3 separate regions of the Mus musculus genome follow, and regions 1 and 2 are each linked to region 3. The links are chromatin contacts, called in public ChIA-PET and HiChIP or PLAC-seq maps. All regions are on one chromosome and are shown on one strand. Each heading gives the region's core, a stretch centred on a gene start, on an enhancer-like site or on the middle of the called end of the contact. The rest is flanking DNA. Distances are from core to core; before and after follow the strand shown.

Region 1 (2,700 bases), core at 63-2,562, 340 kb after region 3:
CTACTGTTATGAATCAATGTAAATAAATATCGGGTGTTTCTGATTGTCTTAGGTAATCCATGTCAGTCTTAGTTAGGGTTTTAATGCTGTGAAGAGACACCATGGCCAAGGCAAGTCTTATAAAGGACAACATTTAATGGGGTCTGGTTTACAGGTTCACAGGTTCAGTTCATTATCATCAAGGTGGTAACATGGCAGCATCCAGGCAGACATGGTGCAGGAGAAGCTGAGAGTTCTACATCTTCATCTGAAGGCTGCTAGCAGAATACTGGCTTCCAAGCAGCTAGGATGAGGGTCTTAAAGCCCACACCCACAATGACATACCTATTTCAACAAGGCTACATTTCCTAATAGTGCAATTCCCTAGGCTAATCCTATACAAACCATCACAATGTCAAAGGGTCATTTGACCCCCAAAGTGTCATTACTTATAGGTTGAGAACATCTAGCATAAAAAAATGTTCAGCCTACACTGTCATTTGTATAGCTGGTACCCATGAATAAACAGTATAAGCCACTGTACTAGTCTATTTTTTTGTGCTAAAATAAAATATTTGGGTCTACAAAGTGAAATGTTTTAGGCTCATAGTTTTGGAGGGGTCAAAACAGCTCAGTTGTAGCATCTGGTGATGCTTTCTGACTACCTCATAGTGTGGGGGATGGGGGTTAGGGGGATGAGGCTGGCCAAATGGCTCACATACCTCGCTGTGCAACCTGATGACCTGAGTTCCATCCCCAACCCCACATGCAAACACCAGGTGTGGTGCTGCACATCTGTCATCCCAGCGCTCCTATGGTGAGATAGGTCACATGAAGAGGAGAATTTCCCAGAAGGCCATGGACCAGCTAGCACAGAGTAAGGATGCATGGGCAGGAGTGGAGGAGACCAAAGACTAAGAGAGATCTTCTCTAAGCCAGTTGCTTCTCTGAACATTCACATGGCAACTGCAGACATTTTGTCCTATCTACCAATAAGCATTTCATATTAATTCAATTTCTAAACTCAAAATAAAGTTTTGGTTTCCTTCTTCTTCTTCTTCTTCTTCTTCTTCTTCTTCTTCTTCTTCTTCTTCTTCTTCTTCTTCTTCTTCTTCTTCTTCTTCTTTTCGAAAGGAAAGTTCATGTTAGTAACATGAATGAAGATTCGGTATTTGTAGTTAAAAATAGAAAGCATCTAAAAATACCCTCAGGGGCAAATAAATGCTTGTCCTCCAAGTCACCCCAAAGCTGTTTCCACCCCACCCCACCCCACTGTGGTTTCTAAAAGCCTTTGCTGTCTGTCTCTGGTGGTCAACTCCCATTTCAAACTTGGCCTCAATCTTTCCAAGAACTGAAGTTGTTTATCAAATAGTTTCAAAGGCCATATGTCTCTGAGCTGGCCCCGTGAGGAAGCCCCCCCCCTCACCACCTCCAGGAATCTGATATTCATCTTTTGTGTAGATGGGCAGGCAACAGTTTGGGATGCTACTAAATTGGTTGCTTGCTAGGATTCCCTTTTTAGAGAGAGAGAAAAAAAAAACAACAACAGCTAAACCTCAATATTGCTGAGGTATCAAAATGCAAGGGGTTCGTTTCTGAGACGTTTGAATAGCTCGAGTCACTCAGTCATGACTTTGGAAAAACATAAAGGGCCAATGTGTCCTCTTTTTAGCAGATAGCTTCCTCTTCTAAAGCTCTCCACAGCGACATTTATTTATTTTTAGACTCCTGTGGCTAGCACACTGGCCTGAGGCACGATTGATCTATTCATTTCTGCTCCCTTTAATGTTGGAAGTAATTACGACAGCTGAATCAACTGTGCTGTAAGCCCCACTAAAGTCCTCCTCCCCAAGTGGCTTAGTGACACCGTGGGCTTTCATCTTGTGGACCATCATTGTTTCTTCCTGGCTTCATTCAGCATTGTGTTAGCTTTGCTGAGTCTCCTTGGGTTCATACATTGTTAAATAATAGCTGTAAATGCAAACTCCAGGTTGTGATGTTTTTGATTGCTGGATATGGTTTACTTAAATATGGAAGTCTCCCCTTCCTGTTCTGGGTGCCAATACCCCTCTTTTTTTTTTTTTTTTTTTTTTTTTTTTTTTTTTTTGGTTTTTGTGAGACAGGGTTTCTCTGTATAGCCCTGGCTGTCCTGGAACTCACTTTGTAGACCAGGCTGGCCTCGAACTCAGAAATCCGCCTGCCTCTGCCTCCCGAGTGCTGGGATTAAAGGCGTGCACCACCACACACGGCCTAGTACCCCTCTTTAAAAAGTCCTTCTTACATCGTAGCTCTTTGGAATTTACAATTCCTGACGCCTATGTTTCCAGGTTGCCTGCTCTTTGCATAATATCTTTTTTGAAAGATTTTAAGATTTATTTTTATTATGCCTCCAACATGCATGAAGATGCACCGTGTGTGTGCAGGGCCCAAAAGGGCCAGAAAAGGGTGTCGAATCACCTGGAACTGGAGTTTTGGTGTTTGTAAGTTGCCACATGGTGCTGAGAACTGGACCTGGGTCCTCTCCAAGAGCAGCAAGTGCTCTTAATGGCTGAGCTCTGGGTCCATCTCTATGTCTTTTCCTTTTTCTTTGTTTTGTGGTGTCTTGTTAAACAAAATGATTCTTTGCAAGGAACAAAAATAGAACCTGGGAGGGAAGAAGAACGCCTGGTTTGGGGAGATTCAATGAAGGCTGCAACAGGAGACTAGAAGGCGGACGTCTTA
Region 2 (2,700 bases), core at 97-2,596, 280 kb before region 3:
ACATACATGTATACACATATTGTTAAAAACAAACTAATACTTAAAAGTTATAGTAGGGAGACAGAGGCAGGTGGATTTCTGCGTTTAAGGCCAGCCTGGTCTACAGAGTGAGTCCCAGGACAGGCAGGGCTATACAGAGAAACCCTGTCTCGAAAAACAAACAAACAAACAAACAAAAAGGTATAGTAAATTAGCTGCTACATGTAGGCCCTGATTTTTCAGATTTCCCTCTGAACTGCAACTGTTCAGAGACTCACTTCAAATAGCCTGGTTGTTCTTTCATAAGCAGAATCAATGGCATAAGATGTGAGAATCCATATATTTATCCAGAGTTTTAAAAGGTTACTATGTTCATTTTCTCATTGCTATGACAAAGTGTGCAAGAAAAACTACTTGGAGAAAAGGTTTAGCTAGACTCTCAGTTCAAGGGTACAGATCACCATAGCAAACAAGCCATGGTGGCAGAGGTGTGATGCCATTGACCCCATCACATCCCCTCACTATAGGCTTACAGACAATTGTACTAGGCTCCTCCCAGGAACCTAGCAACAGCGACCTAGCAACAGCTTACACCATCACCTGCCTGCCAGGTGTAAGCCTACCTGGTCTATAAAAGGGACCGCTCCACTACCCCAGCTTGCTCTCCATCTTTTTCTCTCTCTATTCCTGCGTGCTCCGGGTCATTCTCTTCCTGTCTTCCTCTCTTTCTCTCCTCTCTCTTTCTGTCCTTCTCTGTCTGCCCCGCCCCCTTCTCTTCCTCTATCCCTTTTCCAGGTCCCCTCCCTTCCCCCAATAGACTTCCTTTTATATGAGGCCCGTCGGAGGGACACCTCATCAAAGGCCCATCGAGGTGCTCCATCCGAGGTCACAGCCGTTTTACAAAACACAACATTCACCCACATACAGACGACAAAAACTAAAAGCATCCGCGGATTTGAAAGAGACCACTGATGGGGTTACCTGGTAGGATCTGGAAGGAGGAAACGGAAAAGGGAAGTGAGGAATTAGCATATCAAACAATGTTTTAACGTAATTTTTAAAAAGGAAGCAGAGAGAGATTGTTGCTCCACTCGATTTCTCTATTCTGTTCAGGTTGGAACCCCAGCCCGAGGAACAATTCCACCCATATTCTCAAAGGAACAAGGAGTCAGGCATCCCCAGTCAAAGCTTTCTGGAAAAGCCCTCACAAACACACCAGAAATTTGACTCCTAAGTTGGTCTATCAAGTTGCCCTCAAGATTAACCATCTTACTTGCCTAACTCATAAAATTATATTTCAAAAGGACTGAAGCAATGGCAGCAAACGTATCCCTCAGATTTCCCATTTTAAACCAACTATGGATTTCCTGCGGCTGTTTATGTATTCATAAACGCCTAATAGGCTTATTATGAGTTGTGACAGAGCCAGGCACTGAGAAATTTATTTTCTAATTTATTTTTTTGAAGGAAAAAAATAGGTTGCAGAGTAAAATGACATATTTCTTTTAAAAAGGAACTAGTATGCCAATAACTACTGGGCACTCTCAGAACTATAAAAAGATCGTTTTGGTGGCCACATGCTATGCATGATTGCCCAACTGTGGGGGCAGAATATGTTTCTGACGTAATTTTGCAGTTACTACTTTAAAAGTTGAAATAAAAAGTAGGGTAAATTTCTTCAGGGTTTTATATGATATGCTAACACATAAAATATAAAGACGGTAATGTTTCCTTGGTCAACATTATATTTGACTTCATGTGTCCTGCTATGTGTTGAGTTGATGATTTCAAAATGTAAAAACATATTTGCTGAGTTACATTACTGTATTTTCTGGTAGACAGTAAAATTTTCAATTTTAAGAATTGAGTACCTGAGTTGTGAAAGGATTTGAGTTGGATACCCATGCGCACTTTGGTCTTCTGTAACTACAACAGGATAGGAGAGGTTTGAGGGGTTAGAAGGTAACTTTGCTCTCACAGTTTTGAAACTAGAGCAGCTGTTGTAGCAGAACCCCCCCCCCCATACACACACACACATCCCCAAATCAACAATTCCTGCCAGGACTTCAGACCCAACTATAATCCCCTTAGCAAATCAGCATTACGTGTGGTCCCAGTGACCACACACTTGCTCTCTTGAAGACAAGCCCAAGCATTTTAAATAACATCAGAAATAGGTGTGATATAATTTTTTTTTCCTGGAAAAAAAAAAGAACAACACAAGTTGTTTACAGGAAGGTTTTGCTTCCCTCTCTACTTCAAAAGAGAACTTTGAAAAACAAAACAAAGCCATTTCAAAGGCATCCTTTGCCAGGAAGCCAAACTCCATCCAAAAGCCGAAGGAACTGGCTTTGTGGTTCTTGTTGACAAAATCCCCAACAGGCCAAAGCCTGAATTAAAATTTCTCCTCCCCAGGTCCCAACATATCCAAACGTGGATGAGGAAGAAACACCAGAGGGTGGCTCTCTTGGGTTAGGGTCTGCATGGCTTTACACATCAGAACACTGTCTTCCAAAGCCACACCAAGAAGTCCCAAACAGGAAACAGATTAAATGAGCTTTCCACTTCAAGTAGGGGTGAGCAGAGAGGAGGGGGACAGGGTGAGGCTGAGGGGCAGGGGAGGAGAGGCTGGGTTGTTGACTTCATTCTTTGTTTTCCTATCCTGGTCTCAAGACATCTTAGTCATCATCCTCATCTTGGGTTCACCTGAGGATGGACAGA
Region 3 (2,700 bases), core at 170-2,669:
TTATTGGAAATGGAAGTTACCAACACAGAGAACAGCAAGCAACATTTAATCTAACACTGCTGGGTCTCGCTAAGGGATACATTAAAAAAAAAAATAGGCAAGTTGCTTATAGAAAGAGAACCCCTGAAGGAGAGGGGTAATGCAGAACTACACAAATTACATAGAACAACCTTCTCCCTCTTTCCCTTCTCCCCTCCTTCCTTTTTCTCTCCCCCTCCTTTCTCTTTCTCTCCTTCCTCTTCCCCTTCCCCCCTTTTTTCTCCTCTTTCTCCTCCTATTCTTCTCACTCCTCCCCTCCTCCCTCTCCTCCTCCTTTGCCTCCCACCTGCTCTCCTTCCTCCTCCTCCTTCTCCTCCCCCTTTTCCTCTCCTTCTCTTTTGCTCTCCCAAACTTTATTAATGGAAAAAACAGTGTTGGCCAAGCTATGAAGCACAATCAGTTTTCTGGAATCCCACTTGCAAACACCTGACACTTGGTTTCCAAATGCTCACACAGGAAGCGCACAAGGTTCCGGGTTGGGCTAAACAGGTAAGAAGTTGCAATCCTGATGCTCGCGTGTTCCGGCTTTGCCCAGTCTGTAATCTGTCCTTGAATAGTAATCTTTGCCCAGTAGCTACTATGCCCTCACTCGTTTTGTCTGTTAGCTTGCTGAACTCTTCTTCCCTATGTAGAATTTGAGCCGCCTGGCCAAGAACTGCATTTCTTATGTCAAAACTAGGAATTTGTTTAAAGCAACAGCATGCTCTCTTTTGTATGAGTTGCCTTAGCAGCTATGGCTTGTACTACAGTCTCCTAAAGGAACTGTGGGTTGTCTTAAGCATTCCCAAGCAGCCATGATGAGTTTGAATCTGAAGGAGGCCAGCCACAGCCATTAAATTAACCCTAACGCTGGAATTATTTACATCCATGTTGACCAATGTCCATCTTGAGTTGCAGTTTAAGTAATTTTTGACTTATCAGATTCTAACAATATGTAAAGTTTGAGGTGTCTGTGAGCAGGGCCTCTCTTCTGCTCTGTGAGCTCACCTTGGGGAACTAGGGTCTCAGATAACTCAGAAAACCACAGCGGTTGGAGCCAGTGGCTTTCAGGTTCTCTTCTCACGAACTGGAAGAATGAATTCCATGACTCACAGAGGGTGAGTTTTAGTAAGAACGGTTCTATTGCAGAAAACTCAAAAAGGAAAAAGTCAGGGTCCCCATGCCACTGGGTTCCCAGAAAGTGGGATTCCAGTGAGTCTCCCAATGAGACCTCACTGGATGGAGGCCTGGAGCTGGGGTGAGCCGATCAAGCCCGCTCCCATTCCTGGTCTCAGCCCTGACATCATATTTGGTTTCTGGGAAAAGGGTTCCTTTAGGCCAAGGGAGATAAGGCAAAACTGCTTCTATTTCCTGGCACCCGTGGCCTCTGGCCAGGACAGAACCGAAAGCACTTAGGCTTAAATATCTCTGGCATCTTTGGCCTCCAGCGAGGAGGATGCAGCTGGTGGGACCCAGAGTATTTCCTGCTTTAGCAGAGGGGAATCTGTGCGTGTTTGGAGCCGATTAATCCTGCATTGATGCGGTAGTTTCCATGTGTGGTTCTTGTTACCAAGTTTGTTTTCCAACAGTGTTTCTTTATCCAAGACTAAGCGTAAAACCAAGCCACCAATCAGCAGCTTCTTGCGCATTCCGAATCTTGAAAGGAAAGCGAACGCCTCCGAGACACTTTTCAAAGAACTTGGACCAGTCACTGCTGTGGATGTTTCTTAAATCACCTATGCCTTCAATCTTATGAGCGTCAGACTTTCTGGTCTTCAAGACAGACAATCAAGTTTCTAAATTCTGTTTCATCTTTGCAGGTGAAGCAGACAGGATTCTGGCAGCGGAATCAAAAGCTTGCTTCATTCAGAACGTGCCCCCCCCCGCCCCCCCCCCGCCCCCCCGTCTCTCAGGTTGCTGCCCCGCCCCCAGCCCCACCCAGGTGTAGTAGCCGCAAGCTGAGGGATAATATAGATAATATTGATTCTCTGATCCTTTATAGTCGTGCTTTTGTTTTGATCCATGAACTGACCGGATGTAGACTGGCCCCCTCCGCTCCTCATACTCAAATCCATGTAAGAAAGGGGAGGCTTGTAGGTGTCAGAAATGGAAAGACTCAAATTCAGAGTAGCGAGTGAGTAGTGCCAAAGCTGGGGGTGTCACGGTCACAGAGCACCCAGGATTGGCTATTGTCAAGCGGCATGGCGTGAGTCATCAGACTTCACGTCCGTCCGTCCGACCGTGAGGCAGCAACCGCAGAGAATAAGCAGCTGACTTAGCTAAGAGAAGTGCTCCGTTAGCTTCCTGAACATGAGCAAGAAGTCTGTGCTGGTCAGTATTGCGTTAGCTTGACACAGCTAGGGCAATCTGGGAAGAGAGAAAAATGCCTCCATCTGATTGGCCGGTGAGCAAGTCTGTGGGGGAGCATTCTCTTCACCAATGATCCATGTGGAATAGTCCAGACCACTCCTGGGTTGATAGTTCTGGGATGAATAAAAATAAATAAATAAGCTCAGCAACCAGGAGCAAGTTTCTAAACTGCGTTCCTCCATTACCTCTGAGTCCTGCCTGGATTTCCCTTCCTGGTGGATTATAACTTGGGTTAACCCTTTCCTCTCCCAGGTTACTCTTGGCCGTGATATTTATCACAGCAATAGAGAGCAAACGAGGAGCCTCTGGTGG

What was found. ChIA-PET counts read pairs in DNA pulled down with a chosen protein or histone mark. HiChIP or PLAC-seq counts read pairs in DNA pulled down with a chosen protein or histone mark.
Region 1: a contact with region 3 is called in an RNA polymerase II ChIA-PET map of memory CD8 T cells, with 6 read pairs. The contact joins two enhancer-like sites. A contact is called at or near these places in 3 of 39 promoter capture datasets (the HPC-7 cell line, liver and pre-B cells) and 2 of 115 datasets of contacts at active chromatin or transcription factors (large pre-B cells and memory CD8 T cells).
Region 2: a contact with region 3 is called in an H3K4me3 HiChIP or PLAC-seq map of embryonic basal ganglia, with 4 times the contacts expected there. The contact joins two enhancer-like sites. A contact is called at or near these places in 3 of 15 datasets of contacts at CTCF or cohesin (the NIH/3T3 cell line, large pre-B cells and pro-B cells), 3 of 484 Hi-C or Micro-C datasets (B cells, embryonic stem cells and nephron progenitors) and 5 of 115 datasets of contacts at active chromatin or transcription factors (the 230-238 cell line, embryonic basal ganglia, embryonic limb bud and 2 more).

What each region holds. Positions count from the first base shown.
Region 1 is chr10:111,444,804-111,447,503 of GRCm38.p6, forward strand. No RefSeq gene overlaps it. Among named protein-coding and RNA genes, the nearest start is that of Nap1l1, 27 kb to the right of the region's middle. Within about 2 kb of position 1,313, at least 48 of the 459 cell types and tissues checked have an H3K27ac peak or open chromatin away from gene starts, as enhancers often do. A contact at or near this core is called in the HPC-7 cell line and memory CD8 T cells, where this site is marked.
Region 2 is chr10:110,820,320-110,823,019 of GRCm38.p6, forward strand. All of the region lies in intron 2 of 1700020G17Rik (RIKEN cDNA 1700020G17 gene), which reads right to left. Among named protein-coding and RNA genes, the nearest start is that of Gm36808, 23 kb to the left of the region's middle. Within about 2 kb of position 1,347, at least 20 of the 459 cell types and tissues checked have an H3K27ac peak or open chromatin away from gene starts, as enhancers often do. A contact at or near this core is called in the 230-238 cell line, where this site is marked.
Region 3 is chr10:111,101,017-111,103,716 of GRCm38.p6, forward strand. No RefSeq gene overlaps it. Among named protein-coding and RNA genes, the nearest start is that of Gm29916, 19 kb to the left of the region's middle. Within about 2 kb of position 1,420, at least 141 of the 459 cell types and tissues checked have an H3K27ac peak or open chromatin away from gene starts, as enhancers often do. A contact at or near this core is called in the 230-238 cell line, the HPC-7 cell line and memory CD8 T cells, where this site is marked.